2 separate regions of the Zea mays genome follow, and region 1 is linked to region 2. Evidence: chromatin contacts called from public Hi-C data. All regions are on one chromosome and are shown on one strand. The core of a region is the stretch at or near the end of the contact, and the rest is flanking DNA. Distances in the headings are between cores, read along the strand shown.

Region 1 (2,973 bases), core at 310-2,809, 260 kb before region 2:
TTTGCCATAAATGCAAGCTTCACATCATCAATATCATCATCGCTTGAGCTCTCATCTACTTGCACTTTAGATTTGCCCTTCTCATGATTAGATTTGAGAGCCAAATGCTTTTTCTTGTTTGAAGAAGAGCAATCTTTATCATGGATGTGCATTTACATCTCATGAGCATTGATCTTCCCTAATATTTGAGTCGGTGTAGTAGTGTAAAGATAAATTTGGTGAAACATGATGATGGTGTGGTTGTATTTCTCGATTGGGAGTACACTTAATATTTTTCTCACAACATCTAGTTGGATGAGTTATGTGAGTCCCAATCCATTCACTTCCTCTGTTAGGACATCCAAGTGTGTGCACATATCATTAGAATTTTCATGATGGAGTATTTCAAAAGAATTTAATTTCTTCATGACTATCTGATAACACTCCTCATGTGTGCTCTTGTTCCCTTCATGTATCACATAGATGTCAAACCAAACAACATGAGTGTCTTTGTGGTTACGTACTCTATTGAATATCCCCTTGCAAAGGCTTCTAAAAGGTTGTTTTTGGCCTTTGCATTTCAGTTTTCATAATAGATTTAAGCTATAACTAGGTTAGTGGTATCCTTAGGTTTTGGAAGCTTTTGTGTAGTGGATCTAAAGACTCCTATATCAATAGCCTCAAGGTAAGATACCATAAGAATTTTCCAATATATAAAATTGTCACACTCAAAGAAATGATGAGGTCCATCCCTGCTGCTAGGCATCATAACTCGAAGCGATTAAGCTTGAACCAATGAGCAGAAGGTTGTGGTACCAATTGAAAGGATCATAATGCCTAAGAGGGGAGTCGAATGAGATTCTCTATTTTTTTTTTTTTGCCAAACATAAGTCATAATTGTAAGCCTGTAAAGGATATGTACCAGTGGTATTTACATACAACTTTGTAAAAGAAGACCACGACGTCTGGGCCCACGAGCTCGGCCAAGTGCTTAGGAATTCGGCCCAAATAGCCATGGAAAGAATCCATACGTCAGGAAGTTTTAGGAAGATAAAGATAGCGAAGATCCTATTAGATCAAGATGTATGATCCATATTCATCTAGATATATAGTAAAATTCTGGTAGGATAAGCAACAAACATATGGACCAACGAGGAGCTAAATATGATAGGCGGATTTACAGAATTATGTATTCATTTCTCCACCTCGTCTAATAATATTCTCTCACATCAATATAATACGGGTACAGTACATGGTAGACGCTGTGGGCCTGTGGCAGAATGTCTTGTGCCAATGTCTCCCGCCCCCGCTGCGCAGTCCAGTGAGTCAGTGAGCTAACTTGACGCTGATTAATCCGGCGGCCTGCCCGGCCCGAGGAGAGGACCCCACAGGCTCCAACTGTGCAAAGCTTTTGCTGTCGATTCCGAGCGACATGCTCAGAGAACACCTGCACGACCACGTTCTCTCTCGCAGTCGCAGGCTCGACACATGCTCCCTTCCTTGCTTGCGCTGTCATCGTTCTGATGCTGACCTGTGTTGTCTTCGAGACCGCGATCGAGTGCTTGTCGGGTCCCACCGTTCAGCGTCACACAGAGTTGCCCCGTGAACTCACCTTCACTCGCTCGTCAGAGAATGGGTGCCATTGGGTGGGCGTAGGTAGCAAAGCAAGCTGCACTGCTGACTGGGCCTGCTGGCATCGAGCACCATGCAGATGCAGTAGATGTTCCTCAAAAGGATAGACTCTGAGCCAATCGCTTGAGCCCCCATACACACGTCACATGACTCGAGACTGAAATGATGTTAAAAAAGTGTCCAATGTATTCCAGATTGTTAGGCACCGTACGTCTCACAGTGAAGCAATTAGTAGAAACTCAAACACGTGATCAGGATCAGTGGTCCAGACCAAAGCTTCATAACTACGGGTGACAATGGGCCTCAAATTTTACACTATAAAACTTAAGGATCGAATCGGATTAGAATCGGGCTTTATTTCTATTCATTTTTGAACTATAAATAATTTAGGGTCTAACAAATTGTGAAGAGGCATTTGGATCGCGATCTATTACCACTCCTATTCATACCCTACTAGTCGATACAATATTTTATTGCAAGTCACGAAACCACAGGAACCACGGTCGATGCAAAATGGTGTTCACAACAATGTAGTCCCACAAAACGTCCACCGAAGAGATCTAGATTGGCAGCGAGAAATCAGTTAGACGCTTCAAGAAAAAAATTGATCGTCCGGCACATCCGAGAAAGTATCGCAGATGCAGGTGTATGGTTCTGAAGGCTTGTTCTCCCCCAACTCATGTGCACACATGAATTGGACATGAAAACTACAAAGCAACATCAATAGAAAAACAATGGTACTTCATATGTACGTATGTTCAAACGATGCCAGGAAAATGGACCGACCGTGGCACTGGACTAACATTGTTTGCTAGTGTTTATGGATATTATTATTCAAAGGATGCAATGTGGACTTAGACTAAGGTAAGATGATGGCCCGAATAATCAAATACCTTAAGCACGAAGGTCACAAAGTTACAAAGAGAAGTAAGGGTTTCATCACGCATCGGGATGCCTTATGGGGCGTCGGATCATACGACCGAGCTAATCCTAGTCGATAGATAGTAGGAACATCAGACTTAGTGTTGGACCATAATGGTCTAAGTGTACACACAAAGAGGTGCATCGAACTAAGTGTCGGACTCACAGTGCAGATGGTGTTGGAACAAACGGTTAGACTGTTTACACTCAAAGGAGCTTTAAACTGATCATGTGTAGAAGTCTTGGACCATCAGAGATGGAGTTCAATGGTCACTAGAAAGGTTCCTAAAAGAAAAAAGGAGTGTCGAACAAGTCTGACGATAGGCGTCAGACAATATGCCACATGGGTCTGCTCTAATGGTCGAAAACAGTTAGTGCTAAAACTATATTCATTAAGTGTTATTGTACTTTGAACATTGGTCCGAGACCATGAGTTGGATG
Region 2 (3,434 bases), core at 62-2,561:
CGCATACATATTTTTATGTCAGTTTGTATTCATATCTATGCCAACATCAAGAGGTTTGCAACAACTTTCAGGTTGGATCAGTATTTTACGCTCATAACTTCACGTTTTTACGCTTAAAATTGAAGGTTTTACGCTCGAAGATGGAGATGCGTCCAACAGTGAACCATATGCCAGATTTTTACGTAGTGTACCACATTGCTTAAATATCTACACCGTGTAGCATAAATAGTATTAATATATATATAATAAACTGGTTCTAACGAACCTAATTGCATGCTTGTTTAAGCGATCCTATATTTATGAAGAAAATAAAGCATTTAAATAAGATCCTTTTTCCATGCATGACAATCTATTTTCTTTCATCGCACAATTCGGCCATCCTAAATTTATGTGCATGCAGCAGGAAAGAAATTTTTACCCAGTGTACCGAATTGCATATATACATACACCATGTAGCATAATTAGTATAAGTATATGTCATAAACTAGTTCTAATGAGCTTAGCTGCATAGCTGTAGAAGCGATCATATATTTATGGAGCCATCCAATTTTTGCGCGAATGCAGTGGAAACGAAAATGTCATCCAAAATTTGCGCACATGCAATGGAAACTCCCACAAGCTCCCATAATTATCGGATCTACCATAAAAATAGGATTTGCATGTATGCATCTGCGCGCGTGGACGTGGTTCAGTGGCTGGGCGGGGATTTATGCTATCTCTATGAAATATTTACGATATTTTTGTGAACTATTTACACTATTTGGGCAAAAAACATAACACAATTTTTGTCGTGCGTCCCACGCGGGGGTGGGTGTTGGACCGGAGGACATAATTCCTTATAAATCCCACGCATGCAGTCAGTTGCAACCTACGTAAAAAACACCCACTAATTGCGTGCATGCACGTCCAGATCGTGCGCGTGGGTGACGTCGAGACCACACCTATCATGGACGTGGGGGCACGGGCGGTCGGGCTAGCATAAGGAGGGTGGCATGGGCGGTCGGCCTGGTACGGGAGACTGGCTGACCCGGGCTTCTTGATACCTATTGGAAGCCTAGGGCTCCCAATATCCCCTCTCTCTATATAAAGTTTCTATTTAGATGTGGTGAGTGCAATATTACTGAATGACTATTACTGATGATCCATATCATCTACTTAGTAACTATTACCATGTTATTTCTGACTATTACTGAGTGACTATTACCTCTGTTGTTGTCTGACACCCATTTGTTTCTTGCTCCTTTGTATCTGTTACGTGCCCTAAGTCTGCTGGTGATTGAGCAACATCTGTTTGTCCTACCTCTGCATGAGGTGTGTGTGCTCCAGCTGAGTAGGCATCTAGTGTGCCCACTTATGCTGGTGCCTTCTCTACTTGCACCAATCATTGTGCACTACCATCGGTCTCTCGATTCATGGCGGGTTCAGTCAACTCAACAAAAACATCTATGGTACCCTGATCCATGGGAGGTCCCTCCTTTGTTGGTGCCTATACACTTTCATGTTGTTGGACATCAATGCCTCCTCCTGTCTGTACGACGTGTTCTGGTAGTGGCTCTGCTACAACAAATTCAATAGGTTCACCTGTGGTAGCCTGTTCCGTTTGAGCTTCCTCCTCTAGTGATGCAGGAGCACTGTCATATTGCTGGAGGTTTGTGCATCCTTCAGTGGTTCGCAACCTTCTGGGGGTGGCGACTGATCTACTTCTTGTGGAGGTGGCGTTTGTGCCTCCGACCTAGGTGAGTGGTATTTTTGGCTCGGTCTGTATCAGATAATCTAGACGGTTGCCTTCTATCTGTAGTCGTTGTTGGTCTCATGCCCCTATTTGTAGCAGCCTTTCGACAAATTTTACCACGAGTTCCTCTAATAAATCTGGTCAAAACACCACGCGCAACACATACAATAGCAGGTTGTGGTGCCCTAACATCAATAAGCCCAGGATCACGGCTGGTAGAGTATATTGTCTTCTCAACATCCCTAAACTATTAATTTGCACGAAATAAACAATATAAGAAAAGCTTGTATAAAAACACACTATGAAAAAAGCAATCGTGAAAAACTGAAAAAATACAATTACTGCCACTACTGACTATTACTCATACTATGAAACTTGATGCATAGCTGTTCAAAATACCACTACTAACTAATATTGAGAGTAGGTAGTGAGTATTACTGTCACTACTAAAATATTACTAAGACTAGGTAGTAAGTATTACTACACTGCTAACTATTATTGAGACTATAAAACTAGATATATAATTAGTCAGAGCACCACTACTAACTATTACTGAGAGTAGGTAGTGAGTATTACTGCCACTACTAACTATTACTGAGACTATAAAAACTTAATGCATAATTATTTGGAATAATATTAACTATTACTGAGAGTAAGTAGTGAGTATTACTACCACAGTAGAAATATTTTATAAGACTAGGTAGCAAGTGTTACTGTCATGGCTAACTATTACTGAGACTATAAAACTTGAAACACAATTATTCAGATCACTACTGCTAGCTATTACTGAGACTAGGTAGGGAGTATTACAGCCACTATTAACTATTATTAAAACTATAAAACTTGATACATAATTGTTCAGAATACCACCAAAAACTATTACTGAATCTAGGTAGTGAGTATCACTGCCACTACTAACTATTACTGAGACTATAAAAAATCAGACTACACTTACATGAAGGTTCCTGTAGGTTGATTTGCCGGCACTAATCGACTTTATGTCGAGATCTTCAATCCTTTTAATTAGACTCCTGGTTAACACGCTCCAGCGAGGTGTTCCATATGGTCGTGCAATACCGCATCCAGATTGTCGAGATAGTAAACCGGGATAAAATATTTTGAACACTCATGATCGCCATCGAAAAAACTTATTTGACACCATAAGAGTAAAAAATGATACAAACAAAAAACAATAGTAAAACATAAAAAATATGATCAACACGAAAAGAATGCATCCTTAGATAGTGGATGTCGACGATTTTCCTAATCGGGTAGTCCTGAACTTTTCTGCCTTGGACTTCAAATCGTCACATATGGCCTGACACCATTCATATTCCTTTGATAGGTTCATGTCTTCAATGGGGGCATAATCCTCTCTGGAGATATTAAGAATCGCTATAGGAAAAAGAAGTGAGTTGTTTACAAGCAGCAAAAGTACTATAAAATCTAGTCATCATCATATTTCTGATGGTCATTGGTCCTCCCTTAAACAACCCACTGGAGGACTTCTTCGTGCTCAGCCTCTTGAAAGAAGACATGCCCTTTGAACGGTCGGCTCTAAATATATCAGCCATGCCTTTTGACTCGCAATATGTCCTTTTAAATGGATATTTTGAATGATACATTATTATGATATATCGAAAACAATGTGCAAACATAAATAGTGTTTTATTTACTTTTTGAACTGAATCTGCTTTTGGCA

What was found. Hi-C and Micro-C count contacts between places; a contact is called where the count stands out from the background.
Region 1: a Hi-C map of ear shows a contact between it and region 2, with 1.9 times the contacts expected there. The contact joins two enhancer-like sites. A contact is called at or near these places in 2 of 25 Hi-C or Micro-C datasets (ear and tassel).

What each region holds. Positions count from the first base shown.
Region 1 is chr8:36,369,262-36,372,234 of Zm-B73-REFERENCE-NAM-5.0, reverse strand. No RefSeq gene overlaps it. Among protein-coding and RNA genes, the nearest start is that of LOC103635069, 61 kb to the left of the region's middle. Within about 2 kb of position 1,559, at least 15 of the 20 cell types and tissues checked have an H3K27ac peak or open chromatin away from gene starts, as enhancers often do. A contact at or near this core is called in ear, where this site is marked.
Region 2 is chr8:36,105,393-36,108,826 of Zm-B73-REFERENCE-NAM-5.0, reverse strand. No RefSeq gene overlaps it. Among protein-coding and RNA genes, the nearest start is that of LOC100285091, 150 kb to the right of the region's middle. Within about 2 kb of position 1,311, at least 2 of the 20 cell types and tissues checked have an H3K27ac peak or open chromatin away from gene starts, as enhancers often do. A contact at or near this core is called in ear, where this site is marked.